2 separate regions of the Rattus norvegicus genome follow, and region 1 is linked to region 2. Evidence: chromatin contacts called from public HiChIP or PLAC-seq data. All regions are on one chromosome and are shown on one strand. The core of a region is the stretch at or near the end of the contact, and the rest is flanking DNA. Distances in the headings are between cores, read along the strand shown. Region 1 holds the start of Ccdc88a (coiled coil domain containing 88A). Region 2 holds the start of Cfap36 (cilia and flagella associated protein 36).

Region 1 (4,496 bases), core at 1,115-3,614, 110 kb after region 2:
ATTTAATCTGAAGCACGATGATTTTAGAAGGGCATTCGTTTCCCGATACTCCAGAAGCAAGGCATTTCTTCCTGCGACTGAACTCCATTAGAAGCTAGTGTTTCAAGTTTTTGATAAAGATTTCACATTTTGGGGAATAATGACTATAATACTGCTGCTCACAGTAGCAGACCATTTCCAATGAGCTGCCATCTCATGGATTCTTACTGGTTGTCTTGCTTTATATGTGAAGAGACTGAAGCACAGAGTGCTTCAGCAATGTGTCTAGATTCACACAGCTAGTGAGTCTTGCTCTCAGAAATCCTGGAGTCAGCCTCCAAGGAATCGTGGTGTTTAATTTAGTATACGATAAAACATGTTTACTGGTAACTTAAAATATGAGAGCTGGAGAGATGACTCAGTGGTTACTAGCTCTGGCTACTGGTGCAGAGAACAAAGATTTGATTCCCAGCATCCACATAATGGTTCATGGCTGCCTCTAACATTCGCCATCATGGCTCCATGGGATCTAGCGCCCTCTTCTGACCTCCACAGGAACCAGGCACATAAGTGGGGAACAGACTTCCATGCAAGGCAAAAATTAATACAATCAACATAAAATAAAATGTACAAAAATTAGACGTCATTAAAAATGAGTAGTCAAAGAAGATATATATGTACCTGCAGGCACAGTGTGAACATAAAATGCATTGTAATATCACAATACTATATTGTTTTTGGAGAAAGATTTTTTCTATTCCATCTTCTCCTGGGCACGGTATGGGTATGAGGAAGAATAACATTTAATTTGCTGGGGAACTGTCATATTTTGATGGACCCACTAATGTATAACATAAATGATTTTTAACAAATGTTTGTCACACAACTTGGATAATGTCTAAATATTTTCTCTTGTGGCTCTCAGTTTGGATATTTTTTCAATGACCAAAAGTCAAAAAATAATGCCTGAATCATGGTAGCTCCAGTCAGGAAATCCCACGTTGAAAGGCAGCTTTGGTTATTCACAACTCTTAAAAAATATTTCTGCTTTAGATGACTGATTTATTTATTTATTTATTTATTTATCTTAAGGAAAAGAAGGGAAAATTAAAACAACCTCTTTTTTCCGTCCCCCCCCCCCACCCTCCGCCCCAAGATGTGTCTTTGCTTTTTGCTGCAGTTTTCCTAGGCCTTTTAGGGAGAGAGAAAGCATGTTTAACCGAGAAAATCAAAGTGTCCGAAAGATGCCTGCATCCCTCGTGTTTAAAAGAGATGGGTTTCGTTCCCTTTCCTTCACACATCAAAGAAGGCGCTCCGGGAGGAAATAAACCATAATCAGGCATGAGCGAGCAAGCAGACAGACCCTGTTTCTCAGTCTTGCCCATGTCCGCCCCCCTACACCCTGGCAAACGTCCGGAGCGCGGGCTCGATGCGGGCCCCCGCCGCAACTGCAGAGCCCGCGCGTCCACGCTCCGCCAGAATCTGGGCGGCGGCGGGCAGGCCGGGCGCGCGCGCGCGGGGGCGCGCTCATGCAGCGGTTTTCTTCTCCCACAATCCAGAGGCAGAGGAGCGGGAGGGCGGGGAGTCGGCGGAAGGATACCGGCGCGGAGGGAGCGGCGCGCTCGCCCGCCAGGCCGGCCGCGGGTGTGCTGCGGCACTGCGGTTCCGAGGCCGTTACCCCAGATCCTCCAGGGGGCGGCGGAGGAGGTTGGAGCGCGGCGGCGGCGGCGGCGGCGGCGGCGGAGCGCCCGGGCGTCGCCGAGGCACACGGAGGCTGGCGGGGCTCTTGCAGCCAGACGGTCAGGGACACGCCTCGGAGCTCCCGGCCCCGGGCAGAGCCAGGGTGCTGAAGCGAGCGCGAGGCCGCGGAGGGATGCTGAGCGCCCGGCGAGGGGCGAGCCGCATCTGAGGCGGTGAGGCTGCGGGCGGACGCTCCCGGCGCCCGGCGCCCGTGCCCGCCGGCGGCCGGAACGCCTAGAGCCTCTCGCCCAGGTCCAGCCCGGCCCCCTCGGCCCCCACGCTGAGCTTGAGTCCTTGGCGGCCCCTCCGCTGACCGGTTCCCCCCGGGAGCGGGACAACCTTGACGGGCTTTTTGTCTCGTGCCCCGGCCGCTCTCCACGTCCTCCTCCTCCAGATGCCTTTTTTTCTGCCCCTCCTCACCGGGTGCAGACTGCCAGCGCCCGCTGCGGCTCAGCGCGGGATTCGGGCTCGTTTTCCCGGGGGGGCTGAGGAGGGAGAGTTCTTTCCCCTCTTCGATGGGATTTTCCTCCCCTGCCGAAATGGACTTTCATTGATTCCGTCTTACTTCTGCGTTTACTGACCAATTCCCTGGGCGTATTTGTGGTACTTCCTCCCCCACCCCCTCCTGAATACATAATTTGTAAAATGGAGAACGAAATCTTTACTCCCCTTCTGGAGCAGTTCATGACCAGCCCTTTGGTCACTTGGGTAAGGAAGATGTCCTTTATGGTATATTTGGCCGTGTTATTTGTGGCTACAGAGATGGAGGTGGGCGTTCACGTCGTGATAATCCTTCTGTTCTAGGTTAAAACATTTGGACCACTGGCTGCAGGAAATGGGACTAACCTGGATGAGTACGTGGCTTTGGTGGATGGGGTATTCTTGAACCAGGTCATGCTCCAAATGTAAGTGTTTTCTTCTTTCTTGGTAACTTATTTTCTTTGAAAAATTACATACTTTGAACTTAGGCTTAACGACTTAAACCCTTAATTTGGTTCTTTGGCCAGAAAAAAAAAATCAGGTGATTTAGTTGGAAGGAGTGGTATTCTTATGTGCCCATCCCATTTATCACAACCAAATAGTTATGCCTGTTAAAATCGGGAAACTTTATCTGTGACTTTGCCCATCCTGCCCGTTTTGTTATTTATTGTCTTGAGTGCTGAAATTCAAACCACATTGTGTCATCTTTGGTAATTTGCTAAAATGGAGACAGAAATCTTGTCTATGATAGGAAAAAGAATTAACAGAAGTTATGTATGTGTAAAGATGTTTCTTATTAACCTTTTTAAATATAAGAGTAAATGGTTCTAAAATTGAAACTGGTTAACTAACATGTTTCAGAAGTGAAAATTTAAGTTAACATTGCGATTGCTCAGGAAGACTTCAATAGCAAACAATTTAAATATCTAAGTTTGATTAGATGGGTTATTGTGTTTTTGGTGAATTATTAAATTCTTAATATTTGAGAAATTGGTTAAAGATATTTTGAGGTTTATAAATGACTTGAGAGCTGGGTTAGTTAAATTTTTCTTTTTGAGATAGAAATGGAATATTGAAAGCATATCAGTAGATCAGAGAAATATAAATGATTCCATTTTATTGTTACTGTATTGTAGTGCAGATTCATTATGAATACTAAAGTGATTATCAATTTCTGAAGATTTAGACGTCTTTCTTAATAGAGTGTCATTACAAGAATCTTGTACTTTTTGATTTGAAGATACTCCTTTTATATATGTGAGAAATTCATGCAGTATCTATACTTGTTATTAGAGTATGTGTACTATTCTGTTAATTCTACATATACTATATTTTTTATTGGAAATTATTTTTCTTCTTAGACTTTCTATTTTAAGAGGTTTGTGCTGGTTAGGTTTTTGTCAGCTTGACACAAGGATCTTCAGGGAAAAGGAACCCTCAGTTAGAAAATGCCTTTGCCCTGTTCACCTGCAGGCAAATCCGTGGGGGCATTGTTTTTTGGTTGCATGATGTGGGGAGGCTCAACCCACTGCTGACAGTCCTGACCCTGGCAGGTGGTCTTTGGCGTGTAAGAAAGGTAGCTGAGCAAGCCAGGGGGAGCAAGATAATAAATAGCATTTCTCTGGAGTCTCAGCTTTAGTTCCTGCCTCCAGCTCCTGCTGTGAAGGTTTTTCAGTGATGAACTGTTACCTGGACATAAGAGGAAATAAACCCTCTCTCTTCCACAAGTTGCTTCTGGTCATGTGTATATCACAGGAAAAGAAAGCAAGCTAGGACAAGGTTAGAAGTCAGAAACAGAATTGTTCCAGTGCTAACCTCTGTGTCCTCAGAGGCTTGCATGCTGTTTTCATGTATGTGTGACTACAGGAAATAGTATTCTTTTATACATTTTCCAAAGAAAACTTGTACACTTGAATATGTGAGTTAGCTAAACATGTATTTTTTTTTTCTCCCATAGGAAGGAAAACAGAATGTAGACATTTTCAGGATTTGTGCATTCTTAGTAGATGTTTATGGAATTACTTTTTGTTTGAAATATCTATTTCCTAAGCAAAATGATAGGATAATTTAACTAGTTCTTAGGAATGAACCCCATTATAATACATATTCACAGTTTCCCCCTTATGTCTCTTTATTTGCTTAGTTTTAGGCAGGAACATTTGAATTTTATGTACCCAACTAGGAAAATAATTACTTTTTCACCTTAATGGTTTTTTTTAAAGAATATTTTTGATTTTTTGAAGCCTGGTACTTGAGTGAAGAGTTAAAAACACATTAGCCCTGCCTTTTTTCTGAAA
Region 2 (4,238 bases), core at 542-3,041:
TTTAAAAGTTATGTACTTGATAATGTACTGTTTACATGTGTGCCTTCTATGGTAGGCTGTAGAGTTTCCAAGGATAGCATTTCTATCCCTAGGGTCGGGTCTAAGGTAACTCAGTGAATACTGAAATGTTGCTATCACAGAGCTGTCTAACCTGACCTTTGAATATCCTGAGGCAGCCCCACATCAGTGAAGGATGAAGTCTTTACTTTGCATTTGTCCTCTGTGACACTCCACATGCATTCAATACAAATGCTCACTAAACTCTTTTCAGTTCTAAAACCACAACATTGTGGTGCATTTTCTAAGCCCTAGCTTTGCTTCTCTGTGAAAATGCACAGAGTTGTTATTACCAGGATGTAGCCACTCTTGACACTGTGGATAGAAGCCAAACCATTTCTATGCCCCACACGATTTCCCCACAGGATTTAGTCTCAATGATAGATGAAAATCAGTGGGTGACACAATCCCTCCTTCAGGAGGTCAGGCTTTTCCCATGTTTCATCAACCTTTTAACAGCACTCTAAATTCTACAGAGGAACACATGTTAATTGCTTTGCTTTCCAAATCTTCTTAAAAGTTGCCTGCCAAAACACTTAACTGTTTGAATTTTAATAGTTAGAATAAAATAAAAGATTCACTGATCAAAAAAAGTTCTTTCTTTACTAGATCCATAGAATCTTGGGTTCAAGAGAAGCCTTGCAAGACAATTCAGGATAAGAGTCCTTTGTTAGCTGAATCTCAGACAAACTGCATTGCAGTACAATCTCTGTCAGATATATTCAGATACTTCGAAAGGCTGGAAACCCATCACCTTTCAAGCAGGCCAACTCATCCTGCAAAACTGTATACAAGATTTCCTTCCCTTTGAAGCTTGCATTCACTCACCCAACTCTATCGCACTGATCTTTACAAACAAGTCTAGTCCCTCTAACTTGAGAGACAAGTTCCGATGATGGATATTGCTAACCTCCAAGTATTGCCTAGGCAAATAACCACGAGAAAGGTTGGATAGGACATTGTCTGTGATTGAGATGAACTCAGATACGAACAGTATATGAACCGATCACAAAGCATTGATGCCGATCCTGCAAAAGAATTCCACATTTGTATATCTCGTTTGTTTAGAAAAGTCTTCCTCCCAATCGCCTGCTTTGGTCCTGCCGGGGTAATCAAATGTCCTTCTTTGCAGATAAAACGGCCAGAGTGAATTTGTTTTCATTTCATAGACTGAGTCCACAGGGAGACATCTCATGGCTCAGAAGCAACTCGAAGCAAAACAACGCTTCTCCCAAATAACTGGGGAAGATGCTGGTTACCCAAACGGTCCTCTTGAGAGGGATAGAAAGATGCAGGGTGAAGTGACAAGCTGAACAAGGGATTAAACTCTACTGTGTTCAGGACCAGCGCTCAGGGCAAGGTGAGTGAGAGGTCTTGGTGCGCACTTTCGTGTCTGCAAACGAACGCCCTACTAGGGAAGGGGTGTATGCAATTCCTTCTACAAAACTGTCCTAGGCCCCGCAGGCAGACAGTAATATTCGGCTTGTTCGGGATCTAGTTCTTACCTTCGCATTTCTGCTCCACAAAGTCTAAGATAGGTATAGACCAATCCGGGCCCCTCAGGAACCCAGCGATGCTCTCCACCACCCATTCCACTTCGTCCTCTTCTTCCGCAGCCATCCCGCTCGCACCGGGCGACGCGGACGCCTAGGCCGGATTCCCCCGGCCCAGTCTGGCCTTTCGGCCGCAGGAAGCGACGGGGAATGCGGGCAACACGGTCCCCGCAATCGCCTGGCCCCGGGGTTAGACACTACAAACCAGTTAACGTAAAATGGTCGCTATGACAACATACCTAGCGGTCCGGAAGTGAGGCCCGAGTCCTGAGCTCCTAGAGAGGGGCGGGGGCATAGGAACGTTTCCTATTGGCTGGAAGAGAAGGGGGTGCAAACGATAGCCCTCCGCTCATTGGTCTGGAGTTGCTAGGCTGAAAGCAGAAGTGCAGGTATTGGCTACCGCGCCTGGAGACCGCGTTCGCGCTCCCGTGTGCGCGCGCGGCCTGTCTTAAAATGGCGTGCCGAGGGCGTGGCTACCATGAGGCCCTCTCCCACCTCACCCCTAAGGGTTTTCAGAGCCCCTGGCCCTGTAGCTGAAGTATAGTTTGAAAACAAAACTAAGCAAACTAAGCTCTGTGAGGTTTACTAATTGGTTCTGCATTCGCTTGCTTGCTGTCTAAGGATGGGTCTTTAACCCTAAGCACAGTTAACAATAGCTAAAATTAGGACAATTACAAATTCAGTTAATCTTCATTTAAATAGGCTTTCATAGACAGTTTTTTAAAAGTATCCAGGTTGCTCTCTTCCTACTTAAGGGCCAGAGGACTCCCAAGAATCACACAAAAATCTTATAACTAGATATGGCGGCTTACTCCTTTTAATTCTAATACTCTTGATTGGCAGGGGCAGACAGACCCGTGAGTCCCAGGCCCACCAAGACTATATAATGAGAACTTATTTTAAATAAACCTTGACATCAAACTCACAGTCAAAACCAAGGACGGTGAACCTTAGAAAGCGCCCTCACCCACTTTAAGGTCTAGAGGAACAGTTTCCAGTCTAGCAGTGAGAAGTCTCTGCCCTCAGAATACCACGCTGAGAGTGGTGAGGAGCTGAAGGAGCAGAGAATACAACTTCAGTTTCATGAAAGTGGAAGTGAAGGAGGACTCAGAACCAGAGGTGGCTGTGTGGTGGGAGGACAGCGGATTACCAGGTCAGGCTGGGGGCAGGAGCTGCAGCAACTGTTGATAGAAAACCCAGGAGGAACCAAGTGGGTATTAGAGGCAGAAGACCCCGAGGATCCCAACGTTTCAGTGGTTTGCCACCTTCCTCATGCTGCAGCCCTTTAATACACTTTCTCATCTTGTGGTGACCCCCAACCATAAAATTATTGCATTGCTACACCATAACTGTAACTTTGCCACTGTTATAAAACTAATGTGCAGGATTTCTGATATGAGACCCACTGGTTGAGAAGTACTGCGAAATATACTAAAATGTTGATAGAGGGAGGACCCAACTCTCAAGTTAGCAATTAGTATGTTAACCAGCTCATTCTATCTTCTGTCCAAGAATTTCGTTATGGACCAAAAGGTCATTTCTGTGGGGATTTTTCTTATTGCCCTGGTTCCGCAGTAAAATGTCCCACAGGAGCTGTCCAAAATGATAGCTTCTGTCAAAAAAACGGTGGCACCACATCTCATCAGCCTACAGATAGAAGCTGGAGGAGCTGTCCACAGTGGTGCACTGCTTTCCCACCTCAGCTGGAGCTGCTCCTCAGGAGCTGTCCACAATGATGACACCTTTTGTGCCTCGGCCTACAGCTTTTAAGAAACACCACTGCAGGAACTGTCCCACAAGAACTGTCCACAGTGGCAGTACCTACTCTCTAGCCTCTCTCCACACAAAAACACCCCAGCAGCCCCACAGAGACAGTGCCTCAGCAAAAGCCAGCTAAATCCAGAAAGAACTTCTCACCCTAACCTCATGGGCCTGATGCAAGAAAAATGGGGTGGGGAAAAAAGCCACCAATCACTGAGCAGGAAAACCCACCAATTCCTGAGCCACCTCAAGCTTAGGACTTGAAATCCCACCAATCCTAACACTGGAAATCTCTGCCCTGAGAAGTTCTGCCCTTCAGAAATCCTATACAAGCCCTGACCCTTTGTCCAGGGCTCCTGGAAGCAGAGGGCGGGCATCCCTGGATTTGTCCCTCTACACTATGAACCCTCCAATAAATCTCTTTCATAATATTTCCTGTCTGGTATGACTCACCAGTATGAAGAAGCCAAGAAGAAAGGAACAAATTAAGAGAAGATTTGAAGAAAAGGAGCAGGACTGAGGCTCCTGAACTCCTCAGCTGGGATACCCTCCCTTGGGAGCTACAATGTCTCTGATGAGGCTTCCTCTCAGAGGTTTAAGGTTCCTGGGCCCCCGTGTATCAGGATGCCCTTTCACTGGGACACTGTCCCACCTCAGAGCTGTATGTTTCCTGGGCTTCCGAGTCCAAGAATATCCTTCCATCCAAGTAGAAACACTTACAATAATGCATCACAATTTCACTGCATCATGGAGATGTGGGGGATAGAGAGAGATTTATCTGAACCAGGCATAAGTTGGAAACAAGGTCACCACCTAGCCCCAGTATTCATGGAGGGTTGGGGGGGGGACTATCTTCAGATACTAATC

The links. HiChIP or PLAC-seq counts read pairs in DNA pulled down with a chosen protein or histone mark.
Region 1: a contact with region 2 is called in an H3K27ac HiChIP or PLAC-seq map of oligodendrocytes, with 4 times the contacts expected there. The contact joins the promoter of Ccdc88a here to the promoter of Cfap36 in region 2. A contact is called at or near these places in 4 of 12 Hi-C or Micro-C datasets (the A7r5 cell line, Schwann cells, frontal cortex and 1 more) and 1 of 1 datasets of contacts at active chromatin or transcription factors (oligodendrocytes).

What each region holds. Positions count from the first base shown.
Region 1 is chr14:107,303,034-107,307,529 of GRCr8, forward strand. It overlaps Ccdc88a (coiled coil domain containing 88A), which reads left to right and starts at 2,365. Exons shown (of 31, transcript NM_001427796.1): 1 at 2,365-2,427; 2 at 2,524-2,624. The coding sequence starts at 2,365.
Region 2 is chr14:107,190,615-107,194,852 of GRCr8, forward strand. It overlaps Cfap36 (cilia and flagella associated protein 36), which reads right to left and starts at 1,792. Exons shown (of 10, transcript NM_001024866.2): 1 at 1,563-1,792. The coding sequence starts at 1,677.